Linked DNA regions of Mus musculus: region 2 is linked to region 1. A link is a contact called in public Hi-C data. All regions are on one chromosome and are shown on one strand. Each heading gives the region's core, a stretch centred on a gene start, on an enhancer-like site or on the middle of the called end of the contact. The rest is flanking DNA. Distances are from core to core; before and after follow the strand shown.

What was found. Hi-C and Micro-C count contacts between places; a contact is called where the count stands out from the background.
Region 2: a contact with region 1 is called in a Hi-C map of embryonic stem cells, with 2.3 times the contacts expected there. The contact joins two enhancer-like sites. A contact is called at or near these places in 8 of 39 promoter capture datasets (the 3T3-L1 cell line, 3T3-L1-derived adipocytes, cranial neural crest and 5 more), 6 of 484 Hi-C or Micro-C datasets (adipose-derived mesenchymal stem cells, cerebellum, cortical neurons and 2 more) and 2 of 115 datasets of contacts at active chromatin or transcription factors (the 230-238 cell line and embryonic stem cells).

What each region holds. Positions count from the first base shown.
Region 1 is chr2:167,227,871-167,235,498 of GRCm38.p6, forward strand. All of the region lies in intron 1 of Ptgis (prostaglandin I2 (prostacyclin) synthase), which reads right to left. Among named protein-coding and RNA genes, the nearest start is that of Ptgis, 8.9 kb to the right of the region's middle. Within about 2 kb of position 2,636, at least 44 of the 459 cell types and tissues checked have an H3K27ac peak or open chromatin away from gene starts, as enhancers often do. A contact at or near this core is called in the 230-238 cell line and embryonic stem cells, where this site is marked.
Region 2 is chr2:167,365,726-167,373,353 of GRCm38.p6, forward strand. No RefSeq gene overlaps it. Among named protein-coding and RNA genes, the nearest start is that of B4galt5, 20 kb to the left of the region's middle. Within about 2 kb of position 2,831, at least 123 of the 459 cell types and tissues checked have an H3K27ac peak or open chromatin away from gene starts, as enhancers often do. A contact at or near this core is called in the 230-238 cell line and embryonic stem cells, where this site is marked.

The DNA.
Region 1 (7,628 bases), core at 1,386-3,885:
CAGGAGGACAGTGGCTTTATCTCTGAGTGAGGTGGGGGTCCTGGGAAGTCTGTGAGGAAAATGACTGGTGTGGGGGAAGGTATACAGATATGTTAGCCTCTGTATGGATCCAGGGTGAGGGTGGAGGCAGAGGCTGGGGGCCAGGCAGGGTCTACTGCATAAATGACTCCCTGTGGGAGGGAGCTTCCAGCACCCAGCAGAAGAGCCCAGAGTTCTCTGAGCCAGTCTGAGCTTGGGTCATCTCATACTCCTCCTCCTGCCCACAGGAAGAGAGCAGTGTCAGGGATGGGGTGGCAGGACATAGGCTTTGTCACAGTCTCTCTGCTCCATGGAGCCAAACCTGGGAGCCCTCTGAGGCCAGAGCCAGACCATGCCCTAGGGCAGGAAAGCAGGCTGCCTCAGTTGCAACAAAGGTTAGTGTCTGTACTGTCCTCGAGGAAGCAATACTCTAAGGTACATGCAGGTCCCTAAGAAAGGCACGTCCAACCACAGCCCATGGTGGGTTTGATCCTTCCTTGCTCTCTCTGTCTCTCTGTGTGTCTGTGTGTGTGTGTGTGTGTGTGTGTGTGTGTGTGTACATGTGCAAGGCCTGGAGAGTCTGAAGCGTGTATCTGAGTCCCTGGAACTGGAGTTACAGACAGTTGTGAGCAGCCCAATATGGGTTCTAGGAACCAAACCAGATTCTCTATCAGAGCAACAAGCATCATAACAGGCGAGCCACCTCTCCAGCCCCCGGAGGGCAGCCTTTAAAATAAACATTCTGCTTAGTGAGCTAGTCCTTATAGAAGATGGGGCTTCTCTGGGCAATGAGAGTCAATCAGGAAAGGAATATAAGGGCCAGTCTCTGTGGCTGGCTATGAGGATAGAGGGGACAGCCACTGCAGACAGGGACACTTTGTCTTCCACATGGACTCTGCCTACGCTGACCCCAACCTCTGTGGGCTCAGGACCAACTAATGGTTTAAACTACTGCACTAACTACCACACAGACCCACAGAGCCTTGTGCTTGGATTCTGTGGGAAGTTACATCTCATCTGCCCCCTCCTGCAGGAGGGACTGTGAGCTAAGGAAGTCCCTGGGAGGTCACTAAGCCCCTATGAGACCCTGTCTCAGCCTGAGAGTCATCAGAACCACAGGAATGCAGAAAGCCCCAGACACCTGTCTACTACGTAAAGAATGAATGAATAGCCGGGCGGTGGTGGCGCACGCCTTTAATCCCAGCACTTGGGAGGCAGAGGCAGGCGGATTTCTGAGTTCGAGGCCAGCCTGGTTTACAGAGTGAGTTCCAGGACAGCTAGGGCTACACAGAGAAACCCTGTCTTGAAAAACCAAAAAACAAAACAAAACAAAACAAAAAACAAAAACAAAAAAACAAAAAGAATGAGTGAATGCATGCATTTATGAACGAGTGAATGAGTGACCAATGTATGAATGAATAACTGAAAATGACAGTGAAGGAATGAATGAATGAGGAGTGAATGATCAATGTATGAATGAATAACTGACAGTGATTTAGTGAGGGAGTGAATGAATGAATGGTCATATCTTTCCTCTCACTGTAGTTCATTCACTCACTCACCACACATTACTACAAGGCAGACACTGGGGCCTTGGATACTGGAGACAGAGGAGAGAACTGGACAGATGGCCCTCAAACCCATCAGGAAGTGGCCCCCAAATCCATCAGGAAGTGGCTCCCAAATCCATCAGGAGTGAAAGAGACACAAGTTGGCCACAGAGAACAAACATTCCCAATTTAAAAATGCATGAGGTGGGTGTGGCCCTGCACACCTGTGAACCCCGCCCTGGGAGGCTGAGGAGGACAGAGTATGGGTCTGAAGCTAGCCTGTGCTACAGAATAAAACAGTCTCAAATGAACAAGAGCTGGGATGTGGCTCAGTGGTACAGTGCCTGCCTACCATTCATGAAGCTGTAGACTTGATCCCCAACCCTGAAGATACATTTTATATATATATATATATATATATATATATATATATATGCTGGCCAGGCCTGGAATCTCAGTACTTGGGAGGCTGAGGCAGGAGAACCATGAGTTTGAGACCAGCTTTGATGAAGACTGTTTCAAAAAAATAACATGCAATTAATTATTAAATGTTCAAAGGATTTGAACGGAATGTTCCCCAAAGAAGATGCCATAATGACCAGTGGGCATTTTCCTGGTTACCAGGAAAACACACTCAGGGAAAAACAATGGCTACTATTTTGTACCCATTCTAATAGCTGTAGTACTATCTTGCTTTGTTTTTGTTTTTCTTTAAGTTAAAGGAAAAATAAGAGTTTGCAAGGATGTGAAGGAACTGGACCACACAGATGTACACAAATGTCGCTGCCTTAGACGCCAGCCTGGCAGTTCCCTAGTGGTTACACATACTGCAGTATGAAGTGGTTTGACCCCTAGAAATAGAATCAGGTTCCTGCATAAGCAGACACACTGTTTCTCACACTATTACATGGAACAGAAACAGCCCTGAGTCCACTGACTGATGGTGACACAGACTAACTGTGGTATATCTATGCTGCAGACTAGTACTCAGCCTTGAAGAAAGAAGTAGTGTTGGACCTTAAGACACGGTGCTAAGGAGAACCCAGACCAGAGAGCCAGGAGATACACAGAGCTAGGCTGAGCTTAGTGGTTGCCTGGGGAACAAGGAGAGAGAGTAGCTGCCAACAGACGTAGGATTTCTGTTCAGGAGAAAACGTTCTGGAATTAGGGGTGACGGCTGCTCAACCTCGAGACTGGACTAAAACCCCTGAGTTGCAGCTTTAAACGGTGACGTTTAAGGTACTTGGAGTGAGTCTCACTAAAGACAAAGAACAGAACAGGGAGTAGGACAGAAACGGACAGGATAAAGGAGCCGTCTGGGGGCGGGGCCGGAAGGGGCGGGAAGACTCTGGAGGGAGGGAGAGGAACCTGCAGGCAGAAGGAGCCGCAAGTGCAAGTGTCCCGGGTGGCAGCGTGCTGATGGGGTCCCCAAGAATACCGCAACTGGTGTGGCCCAGGAAGAGAATGCATAGATGACACTTAAGTGAGGATGACAGAGATAACCTTGAAAACCATGAGAGCCTGAAGGTCAAGGAGAGTCTGGCTTCTCTGACAGATACAGTGAAGACCCCGTGGAAGGGTTGAAGCAGGAGTCTCTCAGTGCCCGGACTGTTTTTTACATAGGAGAGCAATACAGAGAGAGAGGCAAGATGTCTGGGTTCAGGAACAGTGACTGTCCAAGGGGAAAGGCCTGCCATCAGCTCCCCCAATTCCAGAATGAGGGGCTTTGGTCACATCTAGCAATTCAGGGGAGCTCAGGATCCCCCCCACCCTTTCCCCTCTGCTCCTCTGTCTGGCTGTCCCTAGCCTCACTAGAGACTGAGGAAGACTGAAGGAGATGAAGATGATATGGGGGGCACAGGAAGTGCCTCGACCTCCAGACCCCTAACACTCCCTGACCAGACTGCTTCTGAAGACGAGGCTAGCCTCCCCAGGCCCAGAGAGGATACACAAAGCCAGCATAGCTCCAGTGCTGGTGGCTTCTGAGAATTGTCTTCCTTCCTTTGAAGCCCTGGGCTGGAAGGCTCTTCTGGCATCCAATGGAACAGCCCAGTAGCCAGTGTGCATCTGCCCTTACCAGCCCAGAGCAATGGGTTGTGCAAGGGAGGCATGAAGGCCAGGGGTTGCCACCCAAACTTGAACACCACACTTCCTGGCTTCAAATTCCAGTTGTACTTCTTGCTAGCTTGTGACTTAACTGTTGTTTGCTTCAGTGTGCTGGTCTGTGAAATGGGAAGAGCTCATGAGGACCTCTGTCGTTCTAAGGAGGCTGAAAGGGAGATCTGAGAGCACCTGGCAGCCAGGACAGGAGCACCTGGGAGAAGGACCCAGAAGTCTTCTAAGTGCCATTTACTGAGCCACGGCTGCACTTGAATTACCACCATAGGCCATTGTTGCCTTGCTGGGTGGTAGCCACTGATGGACAGAGGTCAGAGTTCAGTGGCTCCTCCCCTCGAGGAACAGCTCTTCCCACAAGATCCATTTTATAGAGGAGAAAACTGAGGCATGGAGAGACTGAAGCCCTTGCCCAGAGGTTCCCTGCAGGCATGCTAGGTTTCCATCTAGAGCCCATATGATCACCCCTTCTGAGCATCTGTCCCCCCAACTTTACAGATGTGGAAATAGAGTCACAGAGAGATGACAGCAGCCTGCCAATGTGCAGGATCTGTCCCTGGGCCATCTTTGGGAACACAGGCGCTAATCAGGTGTTATTTCTAGCCATGCCCCTCTCCCACAGAGAAGCCCAAGGAGGTGCAGACAAAGACAGGAAGCTGGAGCCGGGGACCTGCCTCGCTGGCTGGCTGGCTGGCGGCTCCCCTGCCTGCACTGGACCCCAAGCCAATCCTGGCGGGCGGGCACAGGCCACATTCCAGGATGATTCAGCCTGCGGACAGCAGGGCCTAGGGAGGCTCTATTTCAGAGCCTGCGGTCTCCCAAGGCTAATTGACACTCTCACTCTTTTGAGGCCCTGCCAGACCAGGAGTTGGGGAAGGAAGGCACTGAGACTTAGCCCTTCATCCTGTTTTCCACAGACCAAAATGTCCCTCTGCTCTCTCTCCTAGTGTCTCCCACCAGGCAGGGGTCTCACTTATAGGCCCCAGGGCCAGCTCTGCCACAGCCTTTGTGAACCAGGGGAGGGAGTCAGTAAGGGCTGTCAGGGCCTCTAAGGCAACCCTGGCTTGACAGTGGTGTCCTCATTGAGTGGCTCTGTTCCAAGAGAGCAGGAGACCTAGTGTTCACTCAGACTGAAAACTATGTCTGGAACGTAATAGGTGCTTAAAGAATACACATCGCAGGAATAAACTGTGCACGAAATAAATAAATAAATAAATAAATAAATGTAAACAAACCCAGAGTTGCTGAGAGGGTCAAGAATGAAGGCCCAGCAGTCCAGAGTTCTGGAATGACCGACTCAGAGGCTGGCTTGATCGACTGCGCAACATTGGTAGGCTGCCCAACCTTTCTGTGCAAAGTTCAATTCAGAGCACAGCAAGAAAGGGCCCTGGGAGAATTTGCTGGGAGATGGAACAGGGCTCAGTTCTCCTCAGCTGGTTAGAGAGCTGAATCTCCCTTTTAAACTTACTTAGCCCAGTCTTCCTCCAGCGTGCACCCACAGGCCTCTGGGGATTCCTCTCTGCCACTAACACAGGCTCTTCTAAAGCTATTCCAAGGTGTTGTCCCGCCCCACCCTGCCCCTCTTCACCCCCTTCACTGCCTATTAGAAAAAGCATATGGCAGGCAGCTGAGTGGGCCTGGCTCAGTACGGAGAAGGCTTGCCAAGCATTCGTAAAGCCCTAGGTTTGGGCTGGAGAGATGGCTCAGCAGTTAAGAGCACCGACTGCTCTTCTGAAGGTCTTGAGTTCAAATCCCAGCAACCACATGGTGGCTCACAACCACCTGTAATGAGATCTGATGCCCTCTTCTGGTGCTGTCTGAAGACAGCTTCAGTGTACTTACATATAATAATAAATCTTAAAAAAAAAAAAAAGAAGCCCTAGGTTCATCCTCAGAGTGAACAAACTGGGTGTGGTTGTAAACCCCCGATACCCCATCACACAGGAGGTGAGGCAGGTCATACACAAGGCTAGCCTGGGATACTTGAGACTCTGTCTCAAAAAAGGAAGAAATGAGAAAAAAAGAAAAAGAAAAGGAAAAGGGGCGCTTTAATATCATCAACATCCACAAAAAAAAAAACAAAATCAATAAACAGAAACCAGACATATCTGCTTTTTGAGCTCCAGACTCACTGAAAGACTGTCTCAAAAAAGAAGCAATTGAGGATGAAACCCTGTATCTACCTCTGGCCTCCTCCGTGACACAGGGGCACACACGTCGTTGCCCTCTGGCCGCCGCAGAAGTGCCGCAGCACGCATACCCATACATGCGCGTGTGTGCACACAAACATAAATAAATAAATGTAAACAAATCCTTAGAGAAAAGCAGCCGGAGTGGTGCACAGCCTTCCCGCTGCACGTTCTTAGTCTGGATTTTGCTTTTGAAGTAGACAGGGAGTCAAATTACTTATTGGCCTGAGCCAGTACCGCAGAGGAACCTGTCGTGGACAGACCAGCTGCATGCTCCGAGTAACAACTGGAGGAGGAAGGGGCTGTGGTGAGGTTTAGATAGGGACAGACCACCAAGTATGGTGTAGTTTCTCATTTTCACGAGAAACTGAAGACTGGATTGGTATATATGAAGCCCTCCAGCCACCCCATCCCACTCCCATCCATGTCTCCTCCCTAGGTACAGGGAACGCTAACACGGATGCTAACACTGATGCTGGACCATTTGGTGACCTGTCTTTTTTTCTTTTCCTTCTCCCTCAAGCCCCGCTCCCTTCTGCCCCACTCTCTCCGGCCCAACCTCTGTCTTGTTAAAACAACAGACACCCATTTCTACCTAGAAATCCTGCCTCCTACCCAGCCCAGGCCATGCCTTCCTCAGAGGCACCAAGGATACCCCCTAATCCCTCAGCCACAGATTCCACTCATGAATCTTCTCTGCAACAGACAGCCCAGCTCAAAGAAAAGACACACTCAGCTAAGTGGCTAGAGACTGAACACACACCTCTGCAAGCTACCTCAGAGTACCAATGGGGAAACTGAGGCCCGAGAAACAAAAAAAGAATGTTGCTGGTAACCACTTGCAAGTGGGCCCACACAGGAGATTCCTAACTCCACCTAACTCCACGGCATCCCCAGAGAAAAGCCACAGATGTTAAATCAGGCTTTAAAATTCTTGTCAGCATTATAGAAATCCGAGTCTGGATGGGGGTGTGCGTGTTAGTGAGAATTGTTTTTCTACTTGGACAGGATCAGGGAGTTGAGACTCTCTGTTTTTGATAATGTTCTGGAACATTTAGGAGTAAAAACACCATGACACCTGCAATATTTTAAACAAAATATGGGGAGTAAGGGGTTCTTAGATTACTCCATAGGCATATTCGAATCCTCTGTTTGCACAGAGTTTGCAGTGTTTAACTCGGCGTGGAGATGAGGAGACGCGAGTGGAGCAATAGAGAACCCCAGGACATTTCTGCTGTATTTCCTATGATGGAGCTTTGCTTGTTTATACTTGGAAAGGCATCACAAAGTGGGTGAGGACATAAGAGTCGCAGGAGAGAGGTGGTTTGCATTGTCCTTGTCTTCCTCATTAACGCAGACTCCCAAATTGAGGCAGTGTTACAGGACAAGCACACCCTGCTAAATGACTGTAATGACGGCCTGCTCCTTAATGCTGGGTGGTGAGTCTCTTTTCTTTCTTTTTTTAAACAAAGTTCTTATTAAAAAGAAAAAATTAAAAGTTTTTTTTTCCTTTTTTTTAACTCTGGAGGGAAGACACACACACCGCCAACCCACTGGCGAGTGACTAGCTCACTGGCTCTAGTCTTTGCTAGGACAAGCAGAACCTGGGGAATTGAAGGACGGCTATGGAATATGCTTTCTGTGTAGCCCTTCAAGCCTCCGCTGTCTAATGGGGAGTGGTGTGGAAGTCGCCCCCAGGTTTGGTCAGGAGAAAGGAATGGGGCCGGGAGGAACTACAGCCTTACGTATTTCCACC
Region 2 (7,628 bases), core at 1,581-4,080, 140 kb after region 1:
CACAGCATAAAGCTGTGTTTTAACAACACAGCTCTGCTTCCCCAGTGTAGATCCGGCCCTACATTTATTTATGAAACAACAGGGTCAATGGTCAGAACGGCTGTGGTCAAACAGGTGTTTAATGTGCTAAGGGCCTTCTCAGCACCAGAAGGCAAGAAAGAAGCTGGCAAACAACAACAACAACAACAAACAAACAAACAAAAAGGCAAACAAACTGCACAACACGGGCTGGAGAGGTGGCCAGTGGTTACAGCATTGGCTGCTCTTCCAGAGGTCCTGGGTTCTAGTCCCACACCGACATGACAGCTCACACCTGTCTGCAACTCCAGTTCCAGGTGATCCAACACTCTTGCATAGACGCAGAAACGTGCATGCAGGCAAAGCACCAATGGACAGGAAATGAAAATAAATAAATAAATAAAAAGGACAGTAAAATAGCAACAACGACACCTACTACGGATTGGGCTAATACTTACCGTGCCAGGCACAGCAGCAAGCTCACCATGCATACTCCCTCAGTCTACTCAGTGACCCTTGCAGTCATGTGCACAACACATTTCTGTGAGGAGGGTTTAATGCAGATGTGCTTTTTTAATTAATTTATTGATTTTGAGGCAGGGTCTCTCTCTCTGGTCTCACTGGGATTTGAGGCTCCCTGATTAGGCTGGTGAGCCCCAAGGATCGTCCTCTCTGTGCCTCTGCAGCGCTAGAATCAGGGGGTGTAATTAGTTCCGTCAGGCTTGTTTAAATCCCTTCCCAGGGGGGGAGAGTCAACACTGGCTTCTTCTCCTAAGGTCCTAGCAGCAAAGCGAGGCACAATGCCACCAAGTTCACCCTGGGACCAATGTGATTATTGGGGTTCCTTAAAGAGCTTAAGTGAGGGCTAGAGAGATGGCTCAGTTGTTGAGAGCACTGACTGCTCTTCCAGAGGTCCTGAGTTCAATTCCTAGCAATCACATGGTGGCTCATAACCATCTGTAATGGGATCTGAAGCCCTCTTCCGGTGTGTCTGAAGACAGCTACAGTGTATTCATATAAGTAAAATAAATAAATCCTTAAAAGAAAAAAAAAAAACACAATAGGCCACACCTAAACCCAGTGGGCCTAAGCTTTCATCTTCTGTGGCTATATACTCCAGCCCTTCAGAGAGGCCATGTGCAATTAGTCCAGAGCTGTCAGCAGGTAGCAGGGAGTGGCTGGGAACTTTAAGTGTGGCTGTCATGACCCTTCCTAAACTTCCATGAGAGGACACAAACTGCCAACCAGCCCAGATGGGACATCCTTTGCAAGCAGGCACAGCTGGGCTGTCTAAGATGTCTAAGATGGCCGTTGCTTGTCTGGGAAGACAGTCCCTGGGCCTCAGCCTCCTACCCTGATTGCTAAGACTTCAGTGTGCTGGCCCCCCCCCCCACTCCCACCCCCATCCCCACCCCCTCACCCCCGTGACTCCTCTTCAGCTTTATTCAGAATAAAATCCAAATCCTGGGCTTGGGGGTGTGGCTCAGCTGGTGGGGTACTTGCCTAGTGTGTCCCTGGCTCAAAAAAAAAAAAAAAAAAAAAGAAAGAAAGAAAGAAAGAAAGAAAGAAAAGAAAAGAAATAAAACTGAAAGAAAGTAAGAGAGAGAGAAAGACAAATAGAAGAAAGCAGGCTGGACAGGCCATGGCAATCAAGCCGGTGTTTATTACAGCAAAATCGGATGTCAGGAAATTGCATTCGCACGTTTCCCTCCAAACTCTCCCATAGTGCCCCATTGCCCTCAAGAGAGAACTCAGGCATCCTGCCTGGGTCTGCAGGAACCAACCAGGGCTTGCCATTCAATCCTCTGAGGTTTCGCTGCTGGGCATTATCAGCATAACCACACGCTGGTTTCCTTTAGGTCACTAAAGGAGTAGTGCTTACACACACACACACACACACACACACACACACACACACACACACACACACACACGCACATTCTCTCTCTCTCTCTCTCTCTCTCTCTCTCTCTCTCTCTCTCTCTCTCTCTCTCTCTCTCTCTGTGAAATATTTCCTCTAGAAACCTCCCTTCCTCGTCCACCTCTCACACCCACGCACTCACCCTACAGGTGCGCCCTGGCAGAAGTTTCTCTCCAAGAGGGGGTGGGGCCGAGGGATATGGTGGACTGACGACACAGGACTCCAAAGAAGACAGCAGTGTGAAGGCAGAGGGAAGAACCAGGTCCGACCACTTGAACTTCTCCACGTGGTGGGGGTAGCGGGGGTGGGGTGGGGGACGCACGTGGACCAGCCCGTCCGCTGTCTGATTGAAATCCTCTCCCATTTCCTGGGAGGCCGGTAGAGGCAGAAGAGGCCCACACAGCCTCTGTCAACCCCCCTCGCGATCGGCAGAGCCTTGATTTCTTCTGCTCCACGCGCCATCTTTACTTTTACAGCAGATGCTCAGACACAGCAGTTAAGACCCAGGGTTTCCTGGACCCTGTTGGCAACTTCGAGATTTCACCTGGAGAGGTTCTAACTGTTCTGACCTCTGATGAGGACTACAAAGCGGACATCTGAGCAAAGGGGCTCCAGGCTATAGTGAGTGCTCACTAAACACCAGAGGTTAGCCCAAAATGTCTGAGTGTAACTTGGTGTGCTTTAGCCTAGGCCACATACTGAGCATGGAATCTCTGCTGGCTGGTCATAGAAGTGCCTCGATCCTAGTCCTTGCAGAATCCTTCCTTTAACAGATTGGAAGAAGCTCTGTGGGTTTCCGGGGCACATGAAGAGATTCACAGGAACATTCAAGCCCCGGGGAGGGGAGGGCCGTTGAGTCTCTGAGCCAATGAGAGGTAGAGAAGTGGGGAGGCCCCAAGGTGATGCTACTCCTGGGCACAGCAAGTCAGCGTGAGATGCGGGCAGGAACTGGGACTTCCTCTCTCTGGCCGGCGTGTGTGTGTGTGTGTGTGTGTGTGTGTGTGTGTGTGTGTGTGTGTGTGTGTGTGTTTGACTTCCCTTTATCAAGAAATTAGCGGCTTGCTTGCCTAGCCTGTAGAAAGTTCCGGACTTGGTCCTAGCACCCCATAATGCGCTTGGTGGTGCATGTCTGTGATCCCAGCACCCAGGAAGTGTTAGGCAGGAGGATCATAAATCAAGGGCTACCTGGAGAACTTAGCTTCTGAAAATTAAAAAAATAAAATAAAGTTTAAGGGTCAAGATATAGTTGGCTTGCTCGATCATGTGTGGCAGCCCACGGTTGTAACCGAGTCACTTGGGAGGTAGAGGCAGGATGATCAGTTCTTTTTACTTTTGAGATGGAACCTTGCTCTCTAGTCCTGGCTGGGTCCTGGCTGACCTGGTACCGTGTAGCCCTTGCTGCAATCTTCCCGTGAGCCAGGATTATGGGCATGTCCAGCTCGCTTTAGTTTTCTTTCTTTCTTCCTTTCTTCCTCTCTTTCTTTCTTTCCTTCTCTCTTTCTTTCTTTCTTTTAGATTTATTCATTGTTTTATGTAAGTATACTGTAGTTGTCTTCAGACACACTGGAAGAGATCAGATCTTACAAATGGTTGTGGGCCACCATGTGGTTGCTGGGAATTGAACTCAGGACCTCTGGAAAAGCAGTCAGTGCTCTTAACCCCTGAGCCATCTCTCCAGCCTTCATTTTAGCTTTCTTACCTTACTGATAGCTCAATGTCACCTGATTGTACATTCTGCTCTAACAGGGTCAATGCACAACAAAGCTCTGGTTGGAGGTGAAACCCACCCTGCTCTGTCCCCAGTGCTTTGGGGACATGACTTGAGTCCGTGGAGGCCCTGTGCCTGCTGCCTCAGTCTCGTGAAATCACATGTGCATTGGTCTCACTGTGTTCCTTGGAGGTGTCTGTCCATCACCTCCAGCTCTTAGAATTTTTCCACCTCTTACGGAGAGGCTGTTTGCAATGGATGCCCACTGGCAAAGGGAAAGTCAGTTCTGTCCCATGGAGACTCACTGGGTATTGCCAAGTACACTTCGGGGCAGCTCCCATGTCCAGGAGTGGTTGGTTGTAGTGTGTGTGTATGTGTGTGGATTTTTTAAAATTTTGATATATATTGTATTTTTGTTTCTTTTGATTTTCAATTGCTTGTGTGTGTGTGTGTGTGTGTGTGTGTGTGTGTGTGTGTGTAGAAAAAAAGAACATCAAGTTGGGTGAGTAAGAAGATAAGGAGAAGCTAGTAGGAGTTGGAAGAGGGGAAACGATCAAAAATATATTGTGTGAGAAAAAATGAAATAATTAAAAAAAAAAAAAGAAAGAAAGAAAGAAAGAAAAGAAAGAAACGCTGAGCCAGCCGTGGTGCACACATCTTTGACCCCAGCACTGGGAAGGCAGACGCAGATGGATCTCTGTGGGAGTTCAAGGCTAGCCTGGTCTACAAAGCAAGTTCCAGGACAGCCAGGGCTACACAGAGAAACTCTGTCCTGAAAAACCAAAACCAAACAAACAAAAAAGAAAGTGGGCATAATGGGCACACTATCAATCTCAGCTCTTGGAAGACAGAGGGAGGTAGATTTCTGAGTTCCAGGCCAGCCTGGTCTACATAGAGTTCCAGAACAGCCAGGGATACATACTAGAGAGATACCCCCCGAGAATGCACACATGCACACACACACACACACACACACACACACCTTACCTCAAAGATGAGAGGAATTTATTCTGGAGACAAATATGTACAGCCTGACCCAAGAACCCAGACTTAGGTCACCCCAAGCTCCATATCTCATGGTAACAGTTTGATAAAGTTTTTTATAGCTAACAGAGAAATAAGAAACACAAACACAGCCGGGCGTGGTGGCGCACGCCTTTGATCCCAGCACTTAGGAAGCAGAGGCAGGCAGATTTCTGAGTTCAAGGCCAGCCTGGTCTACAAAGTGAGTTCCAGGACAGCCAGGACTATACAAAGAAACCCTGTCTCGGAAAAAAAAGAAAAAAAGAGGAGAGGAGAGGGGAGGGGAGGGGAGGGGAGGGGAGGGGAGGGGAGGGGAGGGGAGGGGAGGGGAAAGGAAAGGAAAGGAAAGGAAAGGAAAGGAAAGGAAAGGAAAGGAAAGGAAAGGAAAGGAAAGGAAAGGAAAGGAAACAGAAACTAAGACACCTTTCAAGTATGTTGGTGGTAATGTTAAGTGGGAGGACGAAAGACGGCTGAGGAGCTGCGCTGTGGGCCTCAGATGCAGTGGACAGGGGGTAGGAGGCTAAAGCTAGCCCGAGATAGCGGAGTACAGTGGAGCACACCTTAAATTCCAGCTCTCAGGAGGCAGAGGCAGCAGCTCTCTGAGTTCAAGGCCAGCCTGATCTTCATAGAGTTTTTCAGGACAACCAAGGGCACACAACACAGAGAGACTCTGTCGAAGGGAAGGGAAGGGAAGGGAAGGGAAGGGAAGGGAAGGGAAGGGAAGGGAAGGGAAGGGAAGAAGGGAGGGGAAGGGAAGGGAAGGGAAGGGCGGGGCGGGGCAGGGCCCTGAAGTTCTAATGTGGCGGTCACCTTGCAGAAGACATACTTTCTTTCTGGAAACTCTTCTCTACAATAATCACCATCTCCTCCCACTGGCCAGGCTTGAAGCTTGGCTGCCCTGGCCACCATCGAGGAGCTCAATGCATTATGAATTATGTAACTTTCATTGATTTGCATTTAGATGTAAATGGTGCCGTCTGGCTCCTGGCAGCATGGGACCCAGCCGTCCTTGGCTTACCCATTTCCAGGTGTGTGGATGACCAGTGTCCGCTTTGCATTTTACCACTTTGCCTTCATTTCCATGTCCCAGGTATTTTTCTGATACTTGATCCCCTCTCCCTGGCCCAGAACATTTTAGTTTGGGAGTCTTTCCAGATCAAACCATAGAGTGCTATCTTAATCTTCTTTTTTAAATTATTTATATTACATTTGTGTGTGTGTTTGCATGCATACATGTCACAGTGCTCTCTCTGTTTACCCTGGGGAGTCATTAGGCTTGGTGACAGGAGCCTCTAACTGAGTCATCTTGATCTTGTTGGCTCATGCCCCAATCTCTTACATCACTGCTCAGAATCAATAGTACAGATGAGGGCTGGAGAAATGGCTCAGCGGAGCATTGACTGCTCTTCCGAAGGTCCTGAGTTCAGATCCCAGCAACCACATGGTGGCTCACAACCATCTGTAATGAGATCTGACACCCTCTTCTGGTGTGTCAGAAGACAGCTACAGAGTACTCTCATATAATGAATAAATAAATAAATAATAAATCTTTAAAAGAATAGTATAGATGGGCCATAATTTGTCCAGCCATCCCCTATTGAAAGATATATAGATGCCTTTCTGTTTGTCTCCCACAGAACTATAGCGACATCCAGGAACAATCCCAGGATCCAGGAGTAGAGGCAGAGGGGTTGCCGCTAGTTGGAGGCTAGCTAGGGCTATGTGGCAAGAACCTGTCTCAAAGAAAACCAAGGCTATAGTCTGTCACTTCAGCATTGCAAATGCAAGGCGTTTGACCAGAAGTTCAGGGTCATCCTTCTTACTGTGGAGTAAGTTTGGGGCCAGCCTGGGCTACCCAAAACTGTCTCAAAATAACTACTAGAGAGCTAGAAGGAAGGCTGCCCCCCGGGCACATGTTTGGTCCCTCCTCTCGAGGAGCACAGGTTTCAGTATGCCTCCTGCAAAATGCTTGAGACCGGTATGTGGTAGTTCTACTTTTAGATTTGGGGACTTTGGAATATTTACAGACCCAGCCAGTTGAACACTTTCTCATTCAGAGGACTGGATGTGTGTGGATGTCGTAGACTTCAGACTTCATATTTTGGGGTTGGGGGGGACTCAAACTGTGCTACTTTTTTTTTTCTGAAGGGAGGACTGAAGTAGGCTCACACACCGAACTCACACTTGGGCAATCCTCCTGCCTCAGCTTCTCACATGTTTGGATTACAGTTCTGTGCCATCATATTGTACAAAGGCACTGTTAACTTTGTTTTGGTTTGGTTTTAGGGGGGTGTTATGTAGCCCAGGCTGGCCTCCAAGTCCATGTGTGGCCGAGGATGACGTGAAAAGCCTGATTCTCTTGCCCCTGCTTCTTGCACGCTGGGATTACAGTCATGTGCCATCACTCCAGTTTAGATAGTGCTGGGTTGGCGTGCTAGGCAGGCACCCTACCAACTGAACTACATGCCTACTCCTAGTAGTTACTATTTTAATACAAGAAAACCTGGGAGAACCTTCCTGGGAGAGCCTGCTGCTGCTGCTGCTGTTCCTCTATAGTACAGATGCAGAAAGCGGGGTACAGCTTCATAAAATCACCCCATGTCACATAGCCTCTAAGTAAGAGAGGCATTCGAACCCAGAACCTCCAGAGCCTGTCATGTCTGCTTCTTGACCCCCTAGCTCCCACCACACCTGCATGCAGAGGGGCTCCTGCCATACAAGCATTGGTCCATGTGTCCCCCAGCTACCGTTACAAAGCTCCTCAGGATGATGAGGTCCCACTTGGCCATGCTCCTGGGCCACACCCCTTCTCCTCCATCCCCTATCCCGCCCTGGCCAGGGATGTACTCTGGGTGCTCCGGAGCTCCAGCAAGATAAAGGGAAGAGCACGTAAGCTTCCTTACATAAGCTGTGAAAAGTGAGACCCACATGGCTAACTGGAAGCAAGCAGGAGTCACA